6 separate regions of the Sus scrofa genome follow, and all the other regions are linked to region 3. A link is a contact called in public Hi-C and promoter capture Hi-C data. All regions are on one chromosome and are shown on one strand. The core of a region is the stretch at or near the end of the contact, and the rest is flanking DNA. Distances in the headings are between cores, read along the strand shown. Region 1 holds the start of ABCA7 (ATP-binding cassette sub-family A member 7). Region 2 holds the start of POLR2E (DNA-directed RNA polymerases I, II, and III subunit RPABC1). Region 3 holds the start of PTBP1 (polypyrimidine tract binding protein 1). Region 4 holds the start of WDR18 (WD repeat-containing protein 18). Region 5 holds the start of TMEM259 (membralin). Region 6 holds the start of TPGS1 (tubulin polyglutamylase complex subunit 1).

Region 1 (2,891 bases), core at 149-2,648, 190 kb before region 3:
TCTGAATCTCATCATCTATTCCACCGCGCTAGGTTCCTGGAAGCTCCGTTTAGAGCCCAGCAGAGCGTAGGCGCTTATTAAAGGAGCTCTCCTTTCTCCGGAGGGAATAGGGGTAAGCCAATAGGAGTCTTGCCCGAAGCCGTCCTCTTATCTGATTGGTTGCCGGGACTCACTCTCCCGCCCGGGCTGCGGCTGGCTTCGCTGCGGCGATCTATTAATCCTGCAGGGGGCGGAGCCTAGACTTAACTCTTTCCTCACCAGCCCCCACCCTGAGCCCCACTGAAGGGCTTCCAGCCGGGTCCTGTCCTCCAGCCTCATCTCTAAGCGAGGGAAGAGTTCCCTCCCACCCCCGGTCCCCGGTCCCCGGTCTTCCCCGATGATAATAGCAACGGGTATGTACTGTGCTGAGCATTTTACATGACAGGCTGGAAGAGGGGCCACCCTAGGCCCCCCCAGAGAGAGGTGACTCATCCAGCAGGAGGCACGGCCCCAGCTCCGCCCTCCCCTCCCTTATTCCTCGCTCAGAAGAAACACAAGATTCAGACTATGAATAAGGAGACGGGGCGGCGATGGAGGCTCCTGGAACCAGCGATTCCTGGTCCTGCCTGTCCCTTGCTTGGAACTGTCCAGCCTGGCCTTCTGCATCATTGTACAATGGGGAAACTGAGGCCGCCAGAGGTAGCAGGGAGTGGGCCCGAGGCCTCTGACCACCGCTCCAAGACTCTCCTTTCCGAGTGGCATCGGAGGGAGCGGCCTCAGTTTTTCTATTGATAAAATGGGGTAGAGAGCAGAGGGGCGTAGGAACCGAGAGAAGGGCTGCAGGTGTATGCTAGCAAAGCCCCTCTCAGGTGAGTCTAATGCTCCACCTTCCCTGTGAGAATTAGGGATTAGTTCTGCCGCCCCCAACACACTCCCCGGCAGGAAGTGAAGGCGAATGAGTCTGGATTAGGCTTGCACCTCTTAACTCCCACGGAATCTGCCTCTTCCCACCCATCTGCACCCTCGCATCTTTGCGTCTCAGGGCCTTTCCTGTCTCTCTCCGGTACCCTCGCACCGTTCCAGCCCCCAACACTTGCGGCTTCCCTCCGCCCGATAGAGGCTGAGGAGCGCGGTTCCTTTAAGAGGAAGTTCCCCCCTCCCCCCAACCTACCAGGGGCGCGGCTCCCCTGCAGCCTGCAGCCTCCTGCGCGAGATGCCGCGCCCGGACCCAGCCCGGCCCCGCCCCGCCCCGTCCTCTCCCATTGGCTTGTATACCCGCCATTCAGAGGCCGGATCAACAGGAGCCGCGCGCGCAGAGGGGGAAGACGAGGGTCAGAGCAGGGACGCGCTGAATCGGGTTTCTTAAAGGGATCGCTGGCTTCTTGCTGCATCACTGCGGGGAGGTGGGGCGCCTGGCTCACCCTAAGTGGGCTGGCCTGCGGACGCACCAGTTGGGCTGTCTTCTCTCGTTGCATAGCCGCCCGCAATACCGCAGCTCCTGTCTCCTGTCGCAGGAGGTTCCTTTCTCCCCACTCTACCCTGGAGGGCCCCAGCCCTAGCCAAACTTGCTCTAATGCCCTGAGACTCCACTTGGCCATCCCGAAAAAATGGGGGTTCAACTAAAGTCATCATTCGCTAATTCATTCATTCATTCCACAAACATTCCTTGGTCCCTACAGCGGGCCAGGTGACGGCAGAAGGTGGAGGGGCCCCCAACATTCTAAGATTAGACTCTTTGGTCATAATGGTCCCCCTGATTTTGAAGAAAACCTCCGGATGGTTCCCTCTCCAGGAAATTGGGTATGTTTCACAAGATCATGATGAAGATGAAACAAGTGTGAAGAGCTCTGAGCTCCGTGAAAGGAGGTGGTTTCTTGTTGGGACTTTGAGGATGAATAGGAGTATGCTAAAGAGGGAACTCCAGGCAGTGATTGCACAAGCAAAAAGCCTAGAGGCTGGATGAAGCCACATCTCCCCAGGCTGGTCCTGAGGATTTACTCAGAGGTTTGCCCTTTGCCCCCCTAGGGCCCCAGAAGGGATCCAAGCCACGTACCTCCCCCCAGGCTGTCTTGGACACCAACTCCTGCACCTTCATTTCCTAAAAAGAGGTTTTATTTCCTTTGGTCCACAGTCGGTATTTCACATTATTTCTTGATCCCAGAGCTCTGGGGCAGGGGCTGGTCCCAGGGAGGGCCTCCAGGAGGGGGTCCCTGTGCAGTACTTGGTGGGGGGGTGGAATCAGGTATTGGGAGGGGTCTGGCTTTGCCTCAGTTACTCAGAACTCCACTGTCCTCTCTGGGCCTCAGTGTCCCCACTGGGCACCTGGGAGGGCTAGAGTTGGTGGTCTAAGGATCCTAGGGAAATCTAGTACATCATAAGGCCTAAAATATTTGGGGACTATGGCCTGGCCTTCTCCCAGAGGACCTACTTCCTTCCTAACACCTCCCCCACCCCCCTGAAAAAAAAGTATTTTCATTTCACTAAAACTACCTGAAACTTGTATGGGTATAGAAACCACAAACTGATCAGCAGAGAAAAGAGAAGAGGGGAAGAAGCAACCGGAAACCACTGGGGGCCAGACCCCTCCCTACCTGGGTTTCTTCTCCCTGCCCCACAGTTTGGCCCAAAGCCTGACCCCCAGCCCATATGCAACTGGACAAGGCCTTCCCCTCTTCCCCCAAGACCCTCAGCTGGTAGCATTCAGCTATGTAGAAAAACAAGACAAAAACATGGAAAAACCCCAAAACCCACATGGGGCAATGGGGGGGGAAGAGCTTGCAGAAGCACTTCAGTAGCCCGCCTCCTCCTGGTAGTAGGGGGGTACTCTGGAGACTCTCCAGGGCCTGGGCAGTCACCAGCAGCTGCTGGAGCCCCATCGGCTGCCGGGCCTTGAGGGCAGTACTTGGGGTCAT
Region 2 (2,700 bases), core at 159-2,658, 230 kb before region 3:
GGGTCGCAGACACGGCTCAGATTCTGGTGTTGCTGTAGCTCTGGCGTAGGCAGTGGCTACAGCTCTGATTAGACCCCTAGCCTGGGAATCTCCATATGCTGCAGGTGCAGCCCTAAAAAAAAGACAAAAGACAAATAAATAAATAAATATTGAATCATTGAATAAATGTATTACCGAGTGAGAAGTTACTGATGGCCTCCACTGACACAGGGGCACTGGGCTGGGCAAACCTCCTGTATGAACCGGGGTGGTGTATGTGTGTGTGTGGGCAGATGTGGAGGTTGTAAAAACATGCACAATCTTGGGGGCTGTGGGGTATCCAGGGGCTGGGGTGGGCCTCAGGGGACTAGGAAAACAGAGATGAGTGCATTTCATAAGCAGTGGGAGCTATGCCAAGCTCCTCCCAAGCTAACAATCCCTTTAGGTCCTCAGCTAATCCTCTAAGACGGGGACACTTTATTATTTCCACTGTACAAAGTGGATAACTGAGGATCTAGGGCATTAAGTTGGACATGGCCCTGAGTCAACTGAGAAAACTCCCTGCAGTTGATCACACAAACACCTACGAACCATCTCTTAGTAAGTACGAACATCCTGGGAACCGAGCGTACCCAAGACCCTGTCAAGGCCTCAGTCTCCCCTTGCTTCTGCCTACCTGAATTTTTTTTTTTTTTTTTGCTGCACCCCCTCAGCATATGAAAGTTCCCAGGCCAGGGACTGAATCCAAGCCGCAAGAGTGATCTGTGCTACAGCTGTGGCAACGCTGGATCCTTAACCCACTGGGCCTGGGATCGAACCCGCGCCTCCGCAGCGAGCGACCCCAGTCACTGCAGGGACAACGACGGATCCTTAGTTCGCTGCCCCACAGCTGGAACTCCTGCCTCGCTGGATTTTTTTTTTCCCCTTAATTTTTTTTTATTACTCAAATGAATTTATCACATCTGTAGTTGTATAATGATCATAACAATCTGATTTCACAGGATTTCCATCCCACAGCCCAATTACATCCCCCCACCCCCTAAACTGTCTCCTCTGGAGACCATAAGTTTTTCAATGTCTGTGAGTCAGCATCTGTTCTGCAAAGAAGTTCAGTCTGTCCTTTTTTCAGATTCCACATGTCAGTGAAAGCATTTGATGTTGGTGTCTCATTGTATGGCTGACTTCACTTAGCATGATAGTTTCTACGTCCATCCATGTTGCTAAGAATCTGCCTCGCTGGATTCTAAACGTCCTCCCTAGGCGGGCGTTGAGCAGAAACTACGCCTCCAGAGAGGCCTTGCATTCAAAACCACGCGAGATCTACCGAGGAGCGGGTGAGTGGTGTTTGCCCTCTTTTCGCGCAGCCAACCGCCGCTTTAGTAAGGCTCGGGCTGCCCTTGGCTCTGCCCCTCCCAAAGGTCGCTGCATTCAGGCTTTAGCTGACTACAGCCCTGTAAGGGTTGGGCGAGGTGGAGGGGGCCTGACAGCGGCGCGGCGCAGGCGCAGTGGGCACGGGTCTTGCCGAGCGCAGGCGCTGTAAGTTCGAGGGGGGCGGCAGCCATGGACGACGAGGAGGAGACATACCGGCTCTGGAAGATCCGTAAGACCATCATGCAGGTGAGACGCGCGGGGGCTGCCCTTAGTACTAAGCGAACGCTGTCCGGCGCGCGGACGGCCAGCGCGAGGCCCGAAGATGGGAACGAGCTTTTCTATGTCTGGCCGCGCGGCTCAGGGGAAGGTTCTGGCCCAGGTGGGGCCCGTATTGGGCCGGGGACAGAGGGGCCCCGCCGACCACTGCTGAGTGGCGAGTCCGAGAGACGCCGGGGAGAGGGTCAGGGTTTCGCTGGAGCTGGAGGGAGGGAATTGGCCTCGCGTGTTCCTCTTTCCGGAAAGTTATGGCACTGTTTTGAGGGCCTGATACAGTATTCCAGGATTGTGGATATGGAAGGATCCCTGGTTAGCTGGTCTCAATGCTGTCTGGTTGCCCTGACAGCGCGCCCTGGCCACCAACTTTGAGCTACTCGGGCTGATAGGCTCCAAGTCATGCCAGCTCCCTAGCTAAGCGTTCTCTGTGTGCCACGTGCTTTAGGCTACTCCACGGGAGGGGGCGATTGTGATCCCACGGAGGCTTCGGGCCTTGACTAAGACCACCCACCCTCGCCACGGCGGGGATCCTGCCTGGACTAAGCTGGGGCAGTGGCACCCATATTCTCCACCTCCTTGCAGTGCTACCCAAAGACAGGGTAGGAACAGCGTTGCTTCAGGCTGACCGTGTCGCGGGCCCTGGGTGAGAAGAGTGAGCGCTCAAGAGGGAGAGTCCGGGAGTTCCTGTTGTGGCTCAGTGGTTAACAAATCCAACTAGGAACCATGAGGTTGCGGGTTCGATCCCTGGCCTTGCTCAGTGGGTTAAGGATCCGGCGTTGCAGTGAGCTGTGGTGTAGGTCACAGACTTGGCTGGAATCCTGCGTTGCTGTGGCTCTGGTGTAGGCTGGTGGCTACAGCTCGGTTTAGACTCCTAGCCTGGGAACCTCCATATGCCGTGGGAGCGGCCCAAGAAATGGCAAAAAGGGAGGAAAAAAAAAAAAAGAGGGAGAGTCCAGCTGTGGGGTACTTGGCTGAAGAAAGGGGATTCCGGCAGAGTGGGTGGCTTTCTCTTTGTCTGGGTGGTCATCCGGTCTGTCCACTCAAAGAATCCCAGTTTCTGAGTCAGGACCTAGATCT
Region 3 (2,764 bases), core at 208-2,707:
GTTTCCCAACTGCTAACCCAGAGCGACTCATGGCTTCCTACTCCCGGGGAGGGCCTCGGACACAGGAAGTATTTTACATAAAATGGCCTTTCTGGAAAAGATTTCCAGCCCTTCCAAAGAGAAGGCTGGCCAAACAGAAAGCCCCCACCACCCCAACACTGACAAGAGACTGCAGATGGGACTGGGCTCCCCAAATCACACCTGGGGGAGGATGCTCCCCAGGACAGTTCTTGAGAAAGGAAGCAAAACTCGAAAACTTGACCAGACCGCCAAGAAAACACTTCCCGGCGAGATTCCACCGGCGGGCTCCTGAGCACCCTGGCTCGGGAAGGGGTTCTCTGGGCAGATCCACCCAAACCAAGCCAAGGCAGACCACGAGGAGATCAAGTTCCTCTCGCAGCAGCAATTTTTCTGAAAGACTGGCCTTAATTCAGTCTGAAACCTATCATTTCAAACCCGAAGCACCCAAAGCACGTGACCCTCAGGGCATTTTTAGTCGCCCGCCTGCCGCCCAGTCCGGCTGAAAGGAGGGCTTGCTCAAAACTCACAAACAAGATACCCAACTTCACCGCGTTCTGTCCCTTTTCCTGAAAAGAGCCCCGGCCGCCACGCGCGCCCCCGCCCCAGGTTGGTAGAGGCCTCCGGCACCTCGGCACACCGGGAGTTGCTCGGGTCGCCAACTGCCCCGCCCCCATCGCGCCCGGAGCAACGCGCCCGGGGCGCCTCCCCGGGACGCCGGGCGGGAACAAAGGGGGCGGCGGAGGACCCGCGCCCTTCTGGGCAGGAGGGCGGCGTCTTCGGCCGCGCCCGGGCCCGCGGCGGGCGGGGGAGGCCGGGGCAGAGTCCGCGCGGCGGGAAAGGCCGCGCACGCGCGCCAGAACCAACGGGGGGGGGTGTGCGAAGGATCGCGCACGCGCGGGGCCCACACGCGGCGCGCCCAGGAGGTACGGGGCGCGGGAAGGGCCACACAGGGCGGCTAGCGGAGGCCGTACAGGGCGCCGGAAGGGCCACGCAACGCGCATCAAGGGCGGCGCGTGCGCGCGGAAACCGGACGTGAAGCGGGAAGGGCCCCGCGGCCGCCGCGTGCGTTCGGGACGGGCCGCGTGGACACCGGAAGCGAACAGGGCTCGGCCAGCCACCCACCTCCCCCAGACCCCCGCCCCCTCGCGACCCCGGCAGCCTCTCCCCGGGCCGCATCCCAGACCTGGGGGAAGGGAAGGAAGACAGAAGCGCCCGGGGGCCCAGGGTGGAGGCGGAGCGGCGCGCCGGGACTGTCGTCCCGAGGAAGCCCCGGCAACGGCCAGGGGAAAGGCTGGAGAGCGAGAGGGACGGCAGAGAGCGCAGACAAGCACGACTCACCCGTCCATTGCACACACAGGAGACCCGCGGGGGACGGAGTGGAGGCGCCGGAATAGCAGGAACCGACCCAACGGCTCCGAGTTATAGACTCACAAAATGGCGGAGACGCCCGAACACGTCCCCCGCGCGCTCTGCCCATTGGCTCCCATCGCGCAGATGGGCGGGGCCAGCACCTCGGGACCCCGCCAGAGCCTCCCAATGGCTAGAAGGCCGCTCGAGGGGTGGGGCCAAACAGAATTGCAGGCGACCATTGGAGAAGGCGACCATACATCAGAGCTTGAGGCGGAAACGGCCCGTGTAGTCGGGGGAGGGGAGACAAGATGAGACCACGTGACGGCGCCTGTGCCTGTGGGCGAGCTGCCCTCCTGCGTGGGGCTTTCCGGGAGAAGCCATCTTGAGAGTGGGTACGTGGCGGGTCAGGCGGCGGGAAGCGTGCTTCCCCCAGGCTGCCGCCATCTTGCAAACGGGCATAGTCTACCTCCGCCTAGGGCGCGAGGGTAAAGAGAGGTGCGTCGCCATCTTGAGGTTGGGCAGAAAAACTATAGGGCTCCATCTTGCTTGTGGGCACCTGCCCGATGTCTGATTCCAACTCAGACGGCCCTATTGGGTTAGCGCGCGGGGATCTGGCGGTCTAACGCGTCCCAGATGCGGGTGGGCTCTTTCCACCGCTGGCCACCAAGCATGCTTCGCGATGTGGTCAGGGGTTGTCCCGACTGTCTTTTGTTCACCCCAGAGCAACGAAGCCCGACCAGGGTCCCCTCCCCTGACTGCGGGAATGGAGAAACCGAGGCCCGGGGCGCACGGTAACTCCGCCCGCCCTGTACTCTGGGAAATCGAGGCCTGGGATCCACCATCGTCGGGCGTTGAGGATGGACTGGGTCTCCATCTCATCGGCAGAACACCCCGAACTTATCCCGGGGAGTGGAGACTTAAGAGTTGATCAGGGCTGGGCGGTAGGGGTGCCCTCGGGAGGAGTGGCAGAAACCAGGGCCCGCTGAATGGGGTGAGTGGGGGAGGGGCAGACCAAGTCGAAGAGGCCAGAACCAGGGAGGCCCGTGGCAGTGGTGATGATCCGCTTTCCCAGGCTTTTGGAAGCCTCGCAGACCTTCAGTAAATAGAGGAAAATGTCGTAAATATTGTTTGCTATACACCTCGTGCTGAAAACTGGATTTTTTATTTTTTTTGGCTGTAGCTGTGTTTCGTGGATGTTCCCGGGCCAGGGATAGAACCTCTGTCACCCTGGTCTCAGCAGTCAGTAACAACCCGGGATCCTTAAATTGCTGCGCCACAGCAGAACTCTGAAAAGGGGATTTTTTAAATTTTTAGAGAGGGAGAAGAAATGATGTTTCTTATTTCCCTAAAGGGAGATCAGGCTTTTGCTCCTGCCTCTCAGGTCGGTTTTAGC
Region 4 (2,954 bases), core at 154-2,653, 140 kb before region 3:
GACAGTGCCTGTGTGGGCTTGGGGCAGGAGGGCCCTGTGAGTGTGGGGATAGGCAAAGCACAGAGGGTCCAGGAGGGCTTTTGCCCCAATCCCGCCTTGAGCCTCAGTTTCCAAATCTCTAAAACAGAACTTCTGTTTGTGCATGGACCACACCAAGCAGAGTCAGAACATAGAGCTTGCCCCTAAGGGATGTCGGCTGGCAAAAAGAGGTGGCAAGCAGCTTCAGGGGCTGCATATGGTTGTTTTTGTGAGAAACCATGGGCCCTGGTGGCAAAAGGTAGCGTCTTTTATGGTGTTGGGGGGTAAATAAACACATGAATCTCCCGGGCTATCTTTCAGCTGGCTTCCCCAGGCCTCGGACCTTCACCTTGAAAGCCCAAGATACCCACGGGACCCCCTGCAAACTCCCTTCAATTAAAATTCCCGCCCAACGCGCCAGCTCCGGCATAGGGCACCTAAGGGACCCACCCCCAGCCCTCTTTGCCCGCCTGCGCGAAGCTGGTGGTCCAGAGGCCCGCCCCCCCAAGCCCGGGAGACACAGACCTCAGCTCCGCGCGTGCGCAGCGCGCTAACCGCGCCAACCCACCCTGGGCGCGCACCTCCCACATCCAAAAAGAGCCCCCACACCTGCGCGTGCGCAGAGCTCCCTAACTGAGACTCCCTACCCCCAACCCGGCTCGTGGTCCGAGCGGACCCCACCGCTCCTTCCCTCGACCCCAGGCTCCTGCGCCGGAGCGCCCGCAACCGCACCTTTCTCTGCAGCTCCCAGGCGCTGATGTAGTTCTTGCCCAGCTGCGCCGCCAGCAGATACTCGCCATTGAGCAGAGCCAGTCCGCGAGGCCCGGCCTGGCCGCCGCGGTACGTGAGCAGGTTGGCGCCCGAGTGCAGCTCCCACACGACGCAGCTCCACAGCTGGGCCGCTGAGTCCGTACACACGGCCACCTCCATGGGCGCCGCCATCTTCCCTCTTCACCGCCCCGGACGGGCGTCATCACTAGCGAGATGCTGGCGACCACGCCGTGCGGGCTAGAGCGGTGCCCACGTTGCCCGGCTCCGGCTGGCCGCCCCGCGCCTGCGCACATGCGTCAGGGAGGGGGCTACCTTGTGAACTAGCCTGTGAACTTGTGAACTCCGCTCCGCGGAGAATTAAGAGGTGCACCGCCTGGTTAGAGATTTTGGAAGATTTCTTAAGAGCAGTTAGGAGCTGCAGAGCCTAGAGGTCTGGCTTGGCCATTTCTGGGTTGGTCAAGTACTCAACTTCTCGAATTTTTTTACGATTATTATGTAAGTACTGAGTACACACAGCCTCAAATGAGACGTTGCACATAAAACACACGACGCACCTTACATAACCCAGAGAGTTAGTCCTCGATGCATGCTAATTAGATGCATATTCATCAATCCACCTTCCGCCTACCCCTGGACCCACCCTTCTTTTTCGTGGGCCACAAAATCTGCATTTTTTTTTTTTTTTTTTTTTTGGCTTTTGGCTGTTGAGGGCCGCACCTCCGGCATATGGAGGGTCCCAGGCTAGGGTTCTAATCGGAGCTGTAGCCGCCGGCTACACCACAGCCACAGCAACGCCAGATCCGAGCCGTGTCTGCGATCTACACCACAGCTCATGGCAAGGCCGGATCATGGCAACGCCGGATCCTTAACCCACAGAGCGAGGCCAGGGATGGAACCCGCAACCTCATGGTTCCCAGTCGAATTCGTTTCCGCATGGGAACTCCTGCATTTTTATTTAAGCAATTTGGTGCAGGTCGAGCAAATTGGGAGCTCTGTCTGAGGAGCACTTACCTCGTGTTATAGCTGCCAGCCGCCGGCCACGTCTAAAACCAGTGCATTTTAAAAGGTGGAATTATTGTTCCCTTGGAATTTCCTGAGATGCTTGCTGTCATATTTTTCCTGAATTCCATTCCACAACGCAAGTTGCAGGTTTTTTATTTATTTTTTGCTTTCTCTGGCTATTATAGGAAAATTAGAAGCGCAACTTATAAGGTTGAGGAAAAATGTTTTTAATTGGAATATATCAGAAATCAATAAAACAGGCGTAATAATATTTGATAAGTTGAGAAAACTGATTGCAGCAGCAATAGCTGATTTAAACTAATGCCTGATTGCGTCATTACTCAGACGCTGGAGCTACCTCAGTTTTAATTTCTGTTTTGTTTTAAAATGAGTAAGTTTCTTTGTAGCAAATGACTGTTGATCTATATCTTAACATTTAAAAAAGGGAGGAGTTCCTGTCGTGGTGCAGCCCCAAACGAATCCGCGGAAAGGAAACCGACTAGGAAGCATGAGTTTGCAGGTTCGATCCCTGGCCTCGCTCAGTGGGTTAAGGATCCGGCATTGCGGTGGTCGCAGACGCGGCTCGGATCTGATGTGGCTGTGGCTGTGGCTGTGGCTGTGGCATAGGCCGGCGGCTACAGCTCCGATTTGTCCCCTAGCCTGGGAACTTCCATATGCGGGTGCGGCCCTGAAAAGACAAAAGACGAAAAATAAAGTCAAGGCTGTCCTGGGCGGCGAACCCACAACATTGGGGAGACTGGGTGTGGGGTGCGTTCAACAGCGTCCAGAGGGGACAGGGGTCCTCGCCCCCCAACCCCGCCGCCCTAACAGGGAGAGGATGGTGGAGAGAGGGAAGAGCTTCCTGGAGGAGAAACGGCGCCCAGAGCCTGGGGGCCCGCAACTCCAGTTCCGGCCGCCAGATGGCAGGCTCCAGCCGCCATTCCGAACCCAGGGGGCACAGCAAGAAGGGAGGGACATCACGGGGGACTTACCTGGTCTGGAGGTCTGGAGGAGGGGCTTCCCAGAGCAGGTGTCCTTCAAGCAGGAAGTAATAACCTGAAGAGAAAGAGGGTCAGAGGTGTATGCAAAGGCCCTGAGGCACACCATGGAGCAGGGAACTGGACAGGGGCATCAGGATTTTGTTTTATCCCACGGGGTGGGGG
Region 5 (2,700 bases), core at 94-2,593, 170 kb before region 3:
ATTAACAAGTGATCTGGGGGTGATCCATAAGAGTATCAAGCATGTGCACTGATTGAGTGCCTACTGATATGCCAGGGCGCACTATGAAACTGAAAGTCTTCACTCCAGGGAGTGGGATTAAACTGGCAGGTAGGTTTGGAAGGTTCCCTCAGGTAGGTTCCAAGACACAGCTGAAAAGTCTCCCCCTCCCCCGCCCCCACCCCCAGTGCAATTCAGAAGAGACCCCCTCCCAGGGCCTGGTTTTTCTCAGAAGCCCTGTCTGTGCCTTTCACGGTGGGGTGCTCACCATTGGGAACCAGACCAGACATCCACCTCAAGAGGTCCGCCTGTCTCCTGCTGGTCCCTGGGCCCTGTGAGGGCAGAATCCAGCCTGCACTGGCCACCGCTGTGTCCCCAGCACCAGCGCAGGCCCTGGGGTACTGTAAGCCACTTCCCTGAAACGTCTGAGCAGGCTTTGGGAGTCCTTCCCCAGGGCCGACACTCAGGATGCCTGAGCCCCTGGTCTCCAGCTCCATCTGCCCTTCCGTGCTTCCTGAGAAAGCCCACCCATACCTTGCTTTGGAACCTGGCATACAGTAGGTGCTCAACGAATGTTGGGACTGATTACTTCCTTGGTTACCAGGAGGAGCCAAGGCGTTTCAAAGATGAATGAAGGAGCGAGAATTTGGTCCAGACGTGTCCACCCAGGCTTGGCACCAGGCGGCAGCCAGGAGGAGGGGATGGTTGAGGCTCTAAGAATGCTTACCTCGGTTTCAGAGTCTTTTTCAGGGACCAGGTACACATCACTTGGGCCAGGGAGCAGAGAGGGACCCACTGAGCAGCCCGGGTCACAGAACAAAAAGCCAAAGCCAAGAGCGCTAGTGGGCAAGATCTGGATTGTGAAAAAGAAAAAAGCCTTTGCTTCAGCCTCTAGAATGAAAACAGCGCTCAGTAAACGACACAACCTGGGCCACCACTACGAAATGCTGGAAGGTGAGAGCCGGGTAAAGCCCGGAAACACCACACACGCTAATAACGTTACGAAGCACCCTTTCGGAACCACCGAAAGCGAAGAAAACAAAAGCCATACTTCCCGGGACATTATTTAAAGATCCCAATGCGATCACTTTACAGTTAGGGCAACCTAACGTAAGCGCAGCTACAGCATAATTTTCTAGAGCGCCACAAAGAAAACATCTTCACCGGTCACATTTACCTTACGTTTATTTTACCACCTCCAAAATCCTTATATGTTGACTAATTTTATCGCTCGCCTTCCAGCTGCATGGGCAATATGCAAAAGACCTGGGGACTAACGCAGCCCCGCCCCTAGGCGTTCCGAGCCAGGCGTCAGGACGGTGGGCGGGGCCGCCACGGGCCGACCGCCGGTATCCCGGCGTTCCGCGCGAGCGCAAGGAGGCCGCTCTTGCCCGCGCCGCGACTCGCTGGCGTCAGCTGGGGCACGGAGGCGGAAGATGGCGGCTGTAGCCCTACGGCCGTGAGGAGCGCGGCGGCGGCGAGGACTGCCGATGGCAGTCGGGAGGCGTCCTCGGGGACCCGCGGGCCGTTAGGGCGCGACGCTGGGCGGCATGTCGGAGCACGCGGCGCCCGGGGCACAGGGGCCCGGGCCCAACGGTGGCGGCGGCCCGGCCCCCGCGCGCGGGCCTCGCACCCCCAACCTCAATCCCAACCCTCTCATCAACGTGCGCGACCGGCTCTTCCACGCGCTCTTCTTCAAGATGGCTGTCACCTACTCGCGCCTTTTCCCTCCCGCCTTCCGTCGTCTCTTCGAGTTCTTCGTGTTACTCAAGGTGACCGCAGCCCCAACCCTTGACACCGGTAGCCGGACCCTTCCCTCAGATCTGCGACTTTTGATCCCGCCGGGGGGAGCGCGCCCCTCCCACCCGGAGGCATAGACCCGGCCCTACCCGTTGGGACCCTTCCCTTTAAGCCTGCCATTCCCGACCCCCTGCCTAGAAACTTCCAACCGCGAAGGCCCGAGGCTCATCCGGTTAGTGGCTCCTGATCCCGACTCCAGGAACTCACTCCCAGCCTTTTCCAGCCGCACCCCACCCCTGGCCTCGCCCTTCCCCGCGTCCCCCACCTCCGGAGGCTGGAGCCCGGCAGTCCAGCTCCAGGACCTCCTGGCCCTGCCGCCTGGGATTCTCAGCCCCGGATGATCCTTTCCCAATCCTCCGAGTCTGGCCTGGCCCAGCCCAGAACTCCAATCCTGGAGGATTCCAGGTTCCACCGCCAATGCCCCCTTCCCAGGACACACCCCCCTGGCCTCCCACTGCACCGAAAGCTCCTCCCTCTTTTTCTTAGGGCTCTGCTTTGGTCCTTCAGCTTGTTCCCACCCCCATTCTCCCTGCTCTGAACCTCCCGGGGGAATGTGACCTAGCTGAGGTCACATCGCCAGGGCTAGTGACAAAGTCCCAGCCGGTGGCGCTGCTTGTGGCACAGTGAGGGACCTCCTGGGAACCTACTGCCTGTCCTGCCTCTGGTGGCAGAGCTTTCAGCTGGGAGGATAGTTCTGGGAGGACGGGTGTCTGCATGGGTCCTCCAGGAAGGGGTCTCACTCAGAAGGAGCTCACTGGGTGCCAGGGTCCTGGTTGCCATTTCGTTTGGTGTCCTGTAGTTACTGCCAGGCTGGGGTGGGAGTGCTGACATTGGAGTAAGTTTTGGATCCTTCATCTGCAGAAAAGAGGCTGGTGCTGACGG
Region 6 (2,700 bases), core at 93-2,592, 220 kb after region 3:
TCGACCTTCAGAGCATGTGCCCTGAGCTCTGGACGCTCACCAGCTTGCTCCCTGCCAGGTCCCTATCTCTGGCCACCCCCTTTTCTGGCTGTCACCTTGGACACTCCCCCCTTCCCCCTGTGGCACAGACAGGCACTCTGCATGGGTGCCTGCTCTCCATACCCCTCCCCACACCCAGGCTTCCTCCAAGCCTCTCTGTGCTCCCCTTCTTAGGAGCTGCCTCCAGATAGGGGGGCTGGGGGATTAGGCTGAAACTCTCCCCTGCCTGGCTTCCTCCCCTTCCTGAGTTCTCTGAGAGCACCTTCTTATAACGTGATCCCCATGTGAATGCTCGCCTCAGGCTCTGCTTCTGGGGAACCCCCAATCTAAGTCCCAGCCCACCTACATCCAGCAGCAACCTTGTCTGGTTGATGCTGGTTCTCTCCATCCACGTGGTATGGCTCACACATTCAACGGGTGTTTCTCAATCCCCTTCTATGGGCTCAGAGCTGGGGGTGGGGGTGGGCGGCAGGCACCATCCCCTCCACACCGCCATGCGAAAGTTCCACGGCCTTCCCTTCCCCTGTGGACCCCCACACTGCAGCCCTACAGCCTCCAGGCCAGTGCGCCTGCTGGCCTTTCCCTGTGCGTCATGCAGGCCCCTTCCCGGACACCCCTCCTGCCCGCAGGAGGCCTTGCCCTAGGGCTGCAAAGGGAAGCTCAGCACCTGCAAAAAGGCATCACAAAAGACAAAGTCGACCAGAGCTCGCAGCACTGGCCCTCATCTCGGTGGCCGAGCCGGGAACCTCCAGCTGACAGCAGTGCGCGCCCACCCCGCGCCAGGGGCAACGGACCACAGTTCCCAGCAAGCCCCACGCTATATCGCCGGCGCCGAGGCGGGGAGCGAGCAGCACGGAGCACGCTGGGAGTTGAGGTCCGGCCGCATCCCCTACCCGCCCGGGCCCGGCCCAGCCCCGCACCTCTGGGAGTGGTGAGCCAGGCGAAGATGCCATAGCGCGCGGCCCAGGCGCTGCTGCTGCAGCAGGAGCTGGCCCGGGGGCTCCCCGGCGCCGCCGTTTGCAGGCGAGCGCAGGCCCATGTTCTCGAAATAGTGTGCAAGGAAGGCAATGGGCTCCTCGGGTCGCGCCTCCAGCACCTTCAGCAGGGCCGCGCGCAGCATCTCCGTCACGCCGACCTGCCGCAGAAAGTCCTCCTCACTCTCGGCCGTCACAGCTGCTCGGGAGACCCCTGGCCGGCCGCTGTCCGTGATACTGGCCGCCTGGGTCATCGCCGGCCGCCGCTTCTCCACTGCCGCCATCTTCGCTGAGGGCGACAGGGCCGGAAGCGCCGCCATATTTCACAGTACGCTAGCGACTCGGGCCGGCCATCTTGGTTAAGGGCAGAGAGCACCCGGATCCCGCTGGGATACTGGGAAATCACCACCGCAGGCCACTCTTTCTCCTAGGTTCTAACTGGCATTCTCTCTCAGGTTTCCTCTTTACGTGTGCTGGCTGGTTTTCCTGGCTTGGGCCAGGAACTTAAATTTTGCCAGACTCCAAAATGGATCCCTAGGAAGGGCTTGGTTTCTGGTGTGAAGCTGGATTGCTTGCCATCTTGGTAGTGGGCGAGCCCTTCATTAGCACGGTGCCCTGGCAACCGGTCTCCTTGGTTACCAAAGACGCCCTGCTGAGCATAGGCGGTATGGCTCCACCCCACCTCCAGGACTAAGTAATGTCCCCCTCCCTTTTCTGATTTTCAACTCAGCGTTTGTGCTCAGCCTAATTCAGTCTACGTCTGACTGTGTAGCACTTCGTGGGGAAAAGCTCCCTCTATGCACCAGACTGTGTTCGGGGTCCACTCTGCGCTCCCTCTGCCCTTAGTCCCCGGTACGCGCCTGCTGAGTGAGTGGAGTACTCACGGTTCCCAATTATTCGCCCCTGGCTATTACCTTTCCTTCCCACCAGAGGGATCTTTGTCGCCTGCATCCTCTATAACTCTCAACTCTCTCAGAGCGCCCAGTTATAGCAGGCTGAAGTCCCTGGCATCTACAGTCCTGCCAATCTCATATCCAGCCCCTCTGTCTTGCCTTTCCCGCCACCTTAGCCCACAGCCATTCGCAAAGAGATGCTATTTCCCTTAACAAGTCACCTCTGTCTGTCTTTGCCCATGCCATCCCCAACAAATCTCCGCTGCTGCTGCTTTTTTTTTTTTTGGCCACACGGAAATTCCCAGTTCAGGAATCAAACCTGTGCCACAGTGGTGACAACACAGGGTCTTTAACCCGCTGAGCCACCAGGGCACTCTCTCTTCTCCGCTTCTTTTGAGGACTCCTAATTATTCTTTTAGCGTCAGTGTCCCGTTTCCCCCCCAGGGAAGGGCAGCAGGCAGGCAGAGTGCACACCTCTCCCCGAGCCCTGGCCAGGTGGGGCTGGGGTGTCTGTCCTTCCTTGTCTCTCTGGGGAGTCACCCAGAGCAGAGGATGCCTGGAGCTGTGTAGAGGATTCCAATGTCTGTTCTACCACAGGAACCACTGCCAAAGTTAGGCCAGATGCTCTTTATTCTCCAGCTCTGCACTGTTGGGGTGGCTCCCCAGGGGCCTCACTGAGGGGAAGCCCAGCCAGCTGGGAAGCCTGGATGTGCTGCCATCAAGGTAAAGGGTGCATGGTCAGCCCCTCTGCTGTCCATAACCCTGTCAATGTCCTCTCGTTGCAACTGAGTGGA

What was found. Promoter capture Hi-C pulls out the DNA fragments that hold promoters and counts their contacts. A called contact is a pair of places that touch in the nucleus more often than the background predicts.
Region 1: a Hi-C map of liver shows a contact between it and region 3, with 4 times the contacts expected there. The contact joins the promoter of ABCA7 here to the promoter of PTBP1 in region 3. A contact is called at or near these places in 3 of 47 Hi-C or Micro-C datasets (heart right ventricle, liver and skeletal muscle).
Region 2: a contact with region 3 is called in a Hi-C map of liver, with 4 times the contacts expected there. The contact joins the promoter of POLR2E here to the promoter of PTBP1 in region 3. A contact is called at or near these places in 3 of 47 Hi-C or Micro-C datasets (heart right ventricle, liver and skeletal muscle).
Region 4: a contact with region 3 is called in a promoter capture Hi-C map of liver, with 3 times the contacts expected there. The contact joins the promoter of WDR18 here to the promoter of PTBP1 in region 3. A contact is called at or near these places in 3 of 5 promoter capture datasets (fetal skeletal muscle, liver and skeletal muscle), 1 of 47 Hi-C or Micro-C datasets (liver) and 1 of 2 datasets of contacts at active chromatin or transcription factors (alveolar macrophages).
Region 5: a contact with region 3 is called in a Hi-C map of liver, with 2.6 times the contacts expected there. The contact joins the promoter of TMEM259 here to the promoter of PTBP1 in region 3. A contact is called at or near these places in 5 of 47 Hi-C or Micro-C datasets (epiblast stem cells, heart right ventricle and liver) and 1 of 2 datasets of contacts at active chromatin or transcription factors (alveolar macrophages).
Region 6: a contact with region 3 is called in a Hi-C map of liver, with 4 times the contacts expected there. The contact joins the promoter of TPGS1 here to the promoter of PTBP1 in region 3. A contact is called at or near these places in 1 of 5 promoter capture datasets (liver) and 4 of 47 Hi-C or Micro-C datasets (heart right ventricle, liver and skeletal muscle).

The regions. Positions count from the first base shown.
Region 1 is chr2:77,373,951-77,376,841 of Sscrofa11.1, forward strand. It overlaps ABCA7 (ATP-binding cassette sub-family A member 7), which reads right to left and starts at 1,399. Exons shown (of 47, transcript XM_013994807.2): 1 at 1,255-1,399; 2 at 1-220. CNN2 (calponin-2) reads right to left here. Exons shown (of 8, transcript XM_003353959.3): 7 at 2,805-2,891; 8 at 2,070-2,802. The coding sequence ends at 2,768.
Region 2 is chr2:77,329,347-77,332,046 of Sscrofa11.1, forward strand. It overlaps POLR2E (DNA-directed RNA polymerases I, II, and III subunit RPABC1), which reads left to right and starts at 1,409. Exons shown (of 7, transcript XM_003353962.4): 1 at 1,409-1,596. The coding sequence starts at 1,540.
Region 3 is chr2:77,561,659-77,564,422 of Sscrofa11.1, forward strand. PTBP1 (polypyrimidine tract binding protein 1) reads right to left here and starts at 1,458. Exons shown (of 15, transcript NM_214231.2): 1 at 1,360-1,458. The coding sequence starts at 1,367. LOC102159224 (a long non-coding RNA gene) reads left to right here and starts at 1,659. Exons shown (of 2, transcript XR_001307040.2): 1 at 1,659-2,764.
Region 4 is chr2:77,422,409-77,425,362 of Sscrofa11.1, forward strand. It overlaps WDR18 (WD repeat-containing protein 18), which reads right to left and starts at 1,404. Exons shown (of 10, transcript XM_013994806.2): 1 at 751-1,404. The coding sequence starts at 960.
Region 5 is chr2:77,392,234-77,394,933 of Sscrofa11.1, forward strand. TMEM259 (membralin) reads left to right here and starts at 1,344. Exons shown (of 11, transcript XM_003353958.4): 1 at 1,344-1,790. The coding sequence starts at 1,569.
Region 6 is chr2:77,782,092-77,784,791 of Sscrofa11.1, forward strand. TPGS1 (tubulin polyglutamylase complex subunit 1) reads right to left here and starts at 1,343. Exons shown (of 2, transcript XM_021084307.1): 1 at 960-1,343. The coding sequence starts at 1,333. It overlaps MADCAM1 (mucosal vascular addressin cell adhesion molecule 1), which reads right to left. Exons shown (of 5, transcript NM_001037998.1): 5 at 2,519-2,700.